2 separate regions of the Gasterosteus aculeatus genome follow, and region 1 is linked to region 2. A link is a contact called in public Hi-C data. All regions are on one chromosome and are shown on one strand. Each heading gives the region's core, a stretch centred on a gene start, on an enhancer-like site or on the middle of the called end of the contact. The rest is flanking DNA. Distances are from core to core; before and after follow the strand shown.

What was found. A called contact is a pair of places that touch in the nucleus more often than the background predicts.
Region 1: a Hi-C map of skeletal muscle shows a contact between it and region 2, with 4 times the contacts expected there. The contact joins the promoter of mrps14 here to the enhancer-like site in region 2. A contact is called at or near these places in 4 of 6 Hi-C or Micro-C datasets (skeletal muscle, tail fin and whole body).

What each region holds. Positions count from the first base shown.
Region 1 is chr3:2,075,035-2,078,487 of fGasAcu3.hap1.1, reverse strand. It overlaps mrps14 (mitochondrial ribosomal protein S14), which reads right to left and starts at 1,815. Exons shown (of 3, transcript XM_040170979.2): 1 at 1,527-1,815; 2 at 238-402; 3 at 1-19. The coding sequence starts at 1,595.
Region 2 is chr3:2,001,324-2,004,748 of fGasAcu3.hap1.1, reverse strand. It overlaps tnr (tenascin R (restrictin, janusin)), which reads right to left. Exons shown (of 30, transcript XM_040170698.2): 25 at 842-974. Among protein-coding and RNA genes, the nearest start is that of kiaa0040, 30 kb to the left of the region's middle. Within about 2 kb of position 1,703, at least 1 of the 9 cell types and tissues checked has open chromatin away from gene starts, as enhancers often do.

The sequences.
Region 1 (3,453 bases), core at 566-3,065, 74 kb before region 2:
TTTCTTTATCGGCCACCTCCTGCAAAAATTTTTTGTTAAATGCATAGGAATTCAGTGTTTTGTTTTTTTGTATTTGAAATCATTTGGAACCGCAGTGGATTTGGGTTTTAATGAATTTAATGATTACTACATATTTGATTATGGTAAAAGCTTATACATTATACTGGTGTATTATTGCTCAGTACTAAAAAAATACGGACCGTAAGTGGCATTTTGAAAAGACATATTGCACCGTACCTGAAGCTCTTTGGGCAGGATGGTGTTCTTCCTCAGTGCATTGATCCGTAACCTCTCATCAGCATAGTCAAAAGCCATCTGTCTTCTCTTCACGTCCCTAAGCATCCTCCAGTCGACGTAGTAACTCCTCGCCTGCTCCACCGCCCCCCAACAGCTCCTCAGGGCCTGCAAGTAGCGTTGAAGATGTTTGTATACAAATGTTATTGTGATCACAAAGCTGATCATTTGGATTCATAAACACTGTTATGGACAACGGCCAAGCAAAGAGTCAACGTGGGTTTTTGGACTCACTCAATATCCCCTCGTAACTAGGGTCGCCCCCCCGTTAATCAAATGAAGTACTTATTTCAAAACGTATAAGCAAGCAACTGGTAAATGCAGCATTTTTTCTGGGGCGTTTTCGCAAATCTTTAATGGAGAAACTTAGTTCTACAAAGTTGTCGATTTAAACCAAAGAAACAAAGACAGCGATAGTCTCTAATTGTCATCGGTTTCAACTCACTGTAGCTATCGTGGCAACATATGTAATCAATATCAATGGAGCCAAACAGGTGCACTCATAAATAAATAAATAAATAATAAAATGACTAATATACGATATAAGATGACTCAATACCACTGCCATTAGTTTGTGCATTTGGAAACACTGAACAGTGAAGTCAGATGGCATTCACAATAATCATACTATATCAGCTTGTGTTGTCAGTGGAAAATTCTATATTCTATTAACCCGTTTTAAGTGTTACCGGAAACAGGACTCTGGTTTGAATATTTGATGTAGGATGAACAGTTAAAAAACAAAAACGTTCTCTTATAAAAAACAGAACCCTGTCGTAGCTGCTGATATCGTGTCCCTGTGTTAAAGGTTTTCCCACTCGGACGTGTTTCCCCGTGAACACGTTTCCCTCTCGTCTTTAGGTGCGGACATCTCAAAGCAAACATGTTTTGCAGGTAGTTTGTTAAACTAAAGCAATACAGATGTGCCCAGCGGCGCGATCACATCTGCTTCATTCGCTCACCTTCAACGGACGGACATTTTTACCCTTTTACATGGATCTGTCAGATAGCTCCCTTTGCTATTAGCTATTACGCTAGCAACACAGGTAGGTAACTTATCGTATAATTAACGTCATACAAGGCGTGAAGTTAGCATTAGCTTCGAAACTAACAACAGAAAGCTAGCAGCACTAACGTTAGCTAATACTGAAACGTTTGCTTTCTCAACCTCATACTTGTGTGATAGAGTCGTATTTATAACCCCTGATATTGGATTGCATGTGGTAAGTTACCTGCTTTGGGGCGCAGACAGTAGAATAAAGGGCATTTAAACCTAAACAAGCCACCCTGTGCGCCGCCATATTGACCGAGTCTGTCACACAGAAGCACCGAAGGAGGACGGCGCCACCGGAGAAATGTCGCCGCCTGTCGGGCGGGAGTGGGAAAGGAGAAGCTTATTGTAGAGGAGATCTACTGCGGCACAAAGTGTTTTGCAATGTGGTTATTGATGACTAAATTAAATTTGGTGATCAGATCAGTGATGGCAAACCAACGCGACTCAATTGCATCTTTGACCACAGCGGGAGGAGTTTAGTCGTGCTTGGGACTTGTAGTTTAAGACCCCGGTAATACTACTAACGAACCAGCAGGGAGCAGTGTCGTTCTATGAGCTTCAGGTCATATTGTCTCCAAAGAAGTGTCTAAACATGTGGAGTCAAATCCTATTCTCCAATCCTCTGAAACACCAGACACATCACTTCTCCCCTGAAACCACTAACAATGGAGCTGTATTGAATGAAGGACGTACATGTATGAAACAGTGTACTTATTCACGGGATCAGCAGGGGATGGTTTTACCAGGTTTATTATACAAAATACATTTAACAATTACAGATTCAGGATTCAATTTAAGTTGTTTTAAACAATTCCTATAATTTGGGATGCATTCTTGGATAAATACAAGCACATGACGCACAGCAGGCTTTGCTTCCTCTATAAAGAGTAACATCATGAAGCAGGGTGGAAAATCTGTAAAGGCTTGTGTTAAATGAAAATGACTGATTGCTCCAGTGTAGCTCTTATAATAGAGGTATTTGTAAAACTGATGTTACATATACAGCATCAACTCTTCTTATATGTTCAGGGTTGGTTGGTAACATTGTTTTGATCATTAATGTCAAGCAAGACAAAAAGTGCCTTTTTGGTAAACACAGCATCGCCATTTAACAGCAGCAGTATCTCATCATTCAGCTGTTTTTTGGCCCTCAGTTGGTTTTGGCCTTAAACACCTAAAGTGGCAATACCACCAAGAGGGCAAAACCATTGCCTCTTCCATGCATTTTACCCCCCTGGCAGAGAGATGTAAAAGACGCGAGGACCTGAAAGCTGACCTTCTTTGTTTCCATGCAGTGTACAATGTATGACACGTGCCGAGATTAAAGCTTTGCATTGGTTCGTCAAAATACCGTTTTTACAGAGTTTTAAACAGTCTGCCATCAGATGTTGATTTGAGTTTGTAACTGTTTGAACGTGTGAAGAAGGAGGTGATTAGTGACGTACACTGGCTCATGAATGAAAAGGCTTTTGATCCGCTGTGTGTGGCTGGGATTGCTCTGCGTTAAGGGACCAGTGAAGAGGAAGCACTCAAATAACTTCTTGGACTCTCAGACCGTATGAGTGGATAATACAAATAGAATATCACTTTTTTTTTATCAGCTGGCATCAAAGGAGCATTTGAAAATAAAGGTGTCATGTAGACAGGTGACTTAACAGCAGTGGAGTTAATGCCTCACAGAGGATCAAGACCTCAGCCTGGATCAAAGCAAAGACTTGGGAGATTCGGGGCCAAATCCGCGCAATATAGAACTGAGGTGTTTCTCAGATAAGTGAAGATTACTCATTGGCAATGCAGAAAAGTGGCCTTCTCCATGAAAACAACTGCAGTCAACAATACGGACATGCAGGGTCAAAAATGTGCAACTGAGACAGAGTATATACGACTTGAAGTATCATCTATGTATTTACACTGTATATAATATCTGTAGGCGGCACGGTGGCGTGGTGGTTAGCACTGTCGCCTCACAGCAAGAAGGTCCTGGGTTCGATTCCACCCAGTGGCCTTTCTGTGTGGAGTCTGCATGTTCTCCCCGTGTCTGCGTGGGTTCTCTCCGGGTTCTCCGGCTTCCTCCCACAGTCCAAAGACATGCTCTGGGGATCAGG
Region 2 (3,425 bases), core at 454-2,953:
TTAGATTGATGCAAATACTTCCGTTCGGGGAGATTTCTGTGAAATGCGTGGATACAGTTTGAAATGATGTGGTGTCGGGTGACAGGTGTGTTGAACTGCAGCACTTTATATTATAATGCAAAGACGCATATGTGTGACGTAAAATGGGACCCATCAGCTTTCAATTATAGAAGATAGAAACTACCTCAACTCTTGAATCAAGTTCAACTCAGCATTTCATCGGGGGGAGGGGGGGGTACACAGCTATGGGAATCCAAGACAACACTGGATAGCGTCTTCTAATAGAATTCAGAGGCCACCTCTCCCACAAGCCCCTTGATTGTCAGAAAATTCCTTTTTTTGATCTTCCTCCCAGTAGTTTCCCCTCGTAAAGAACGATTGGTCCGCAGGTTCACTTCCTGCATCCTGCTTCCTGCTTTGGCCGCTTCATGTGGCGTTGAGGCTGATCCATGTGGGCACATTTCCCCGCTGATTCTTGTGTTTATACAATCCTTTGCAATGTTTTATAGATGAGATCCGAGGTGATTAGCGTCTTCGCGGCGCTCCCTAACCCTTGTGTGAGTGACGTATCCGCCATCTAATTACACACTTGAGATTAGAGCACCTTGTGTACCTCAAGGATTGTGGACAGCCGCCCCGCAGCAGTCTGCCTCAACACGCTACGGGGACGGGGGATGGAAAGTGTGCTTGACTTTGAGGGCCCATTATTGTGCACAACTTTGTTTTGTTGTCAGTAATGTGAATGTGAAGCAAAGAGGGGGGGGGGGGGGGGGGACTAACCCTTTAAGAATCTCTTTCCAAACACAAATGAAAGGATCCAAATGCGTCGTGCGTGCCGTACCTGTGGTGAAGGTGGTGGAGACCACCGCGCTGGTGTCCAGTCCCCTGGCAGCCTGCAGGTTGACGGTGTACTCCGCGGTCTCCGCCAGCCCCTCCAGTCGAATCCACGTGTCCTCCGCATCCAGGATCAGCTCCTAGTGCGCACGCACACCGACAAATTCACACCCATGCCTCTTAAAAGAGTCAATATGAACAAATTGCTCTTATAAATTTACATTTTTTAAATTTAATTTAATGTGTAACCAGGATGAACCTCAGGGGGGGAAAACGAATTATCGCTGATAAAATAGAGTGAGCTTGTGAGTTTTCAAAAGACCTGCGGCAACACAGAAACCTTCAAGCTATTGTTGCTCAGGAAAACCACGTCGCACAACAACACATCACACTGGCAACAAGTGGGGTGGATGTAGAGGGGCTGGAAAAATGACATGACCTTCATCTTAAAACTGCAATGATGAAGTTGTAGAGTAAAAAATATACCTCTACACATTTCGAGGACAATTTTGCAAATAATAACACTGCACAAAAAATGCTGCACAGTTTATTCATTTAAAGCGGTTTCTTCACTAATAATAATTGAATAGATCTTCAGTTCAGTTAAAGCAATATTATTTAATTATGTTTAGTGTTTGGTTTATTTGGTTTGGTTTATTTGAACTGATGTGCGTTTGTGCCGTGAGAATAGTGGTGTTTTGTACTGCTGTGTGTTTGGCATGACACAGAAATAAAAAGGACCTCAGCAGTGAGTTTCTCTTTCCAAGTAGGGCCGCCTACGTTGTCGCATGTGCAAATGAACTGAGCCATCGGAAATACACGGCAAGTGTGGCCGACTCGTCAGGGGATGCGAGATACAATACTCTTATCCGACAGCCAAGCCGTGAAGTTGCTAAGCAAACAGGAAACAAACATTTCTGTTTGTGGTTGCAAAGTCACAGCCACTCCCCTCGGTTTATTTTAAATTTGCGGTTCACTGACCCGGTCTCAGGAAGCCGAGACGTGTGACTGAGTATTTTCTGTGACCTCAGTCTTTGGATGAGACATAAATCCACAGAAGATCAATTCGTCAAATAGGAACTTGCCTATTTGTGTGTTTTGGTGCATGTGTGTGTTACACCTGAAATTGCATAGACATTCAAATGAGAAAGTGAAAATGAAATATTCAGCGTGTACAAAACACACATTTCTAGGCAATGTATTTATGTGAATTAAGTGTGGCTGCAGCTGGTAAACTGCGTCTCTCTGTCTCAGAGGACCTCACATATTCCCACCAGGTTTTCAGGGTCAAGACGAGGATCCATATTGCAAAAGTGAAAGGACCCTGTTTTATAATGCATATCTTCATACGCTTGCTAGTGATCGGGTGTGAGTGGCAGGATGTTTGCTGGAGGTGCATTTATCCGTCTGAGCATTGAATGGAGACACCTTTATTGCTCCAGGCACGGACATAACTAACCGTGATGGATGCATTCACAAACTGGTAAGTAAATGTTACTCAGATAGGAAATTCATCTTGGAGCTAATGTGTGTAATTTACAAAAGTCTATTATCTCTGTAAGAGGGGAAGCTGGCTGAACATCTGTGAGGATCGCCCATATGTGGATAGATTAGAGCCGAGTTAACTACATATTGTCGCCGACGACAGACCTCAAGTGAGCAAAACCAGCGGAAAATGAGTACCTCAATCTTCCACCACCAGCAATCATATTTGCTCTGAGCAATAATGAGGGATATGACTAATTACTTCTGCAGCAACATTATTCAAATATGCACACGTTGAGGCAGCTCACAGTAATGAGATTTGGAGATTTGGATCCAAAGGAACACGATCAAAGAGAAATTAATTGTATTTCCAATTCCAACTGGATTTGCGAGATCCTCCAGATTTCAAGGCATTCAATTCGAACGAAACTACTGTGTGCAATTGTTAGCGAAAGAACTTAATTAAAAGCAGTGACATGGAATCTCAATCAATTTTGTGTTCAAAAATGTTTGAAACTCATAGTTCATATTTTTGAATATAAATTGTTGTACATATATTATGAGAAGAAAACGTATCTTAGAAACCGTTGTTTGGAGCTGTGAGCCAACAGTACTCGTGCAGAGCACAAAGCCCAAATCTAAAGGGACTGATATTACATGTCTGGTTAACTCTTCATGCTTCGCCATGTGCTTCATTTGATGCAGTTTGTTTGGTCGCTCAGTGACCAAAGACATCTGTCCTTGTTTGTTAGATTTAAGCTAAATGCATTTTTTGAAGTTGGAGCGACAAAAGCGAATGAGTGTGGATGTGTAAAGCCCGTGGCTCTTCTTTGTGTCAAACGCTGCACAGAGTTACTGCTCATATGGTGTGAAATGAAGCCTTTGGATTAGCTGTGTGTTGTTGTAATTGCTAAAAAGGTCCAAATGAAACCAAACAGCATCAAATGCAAATATTCTCCCTGTTGCGCACAGATTGAAATTCTGCAGTTATGCAGATACGTATGCTGAAGGAGAGAAAAACATTTCTGTTTCACTTAACATCCACATTTATGCAGCGTCCTAGAAATGTTATATAAATGATTTAATGTTACTGTGTTTGCACTTGG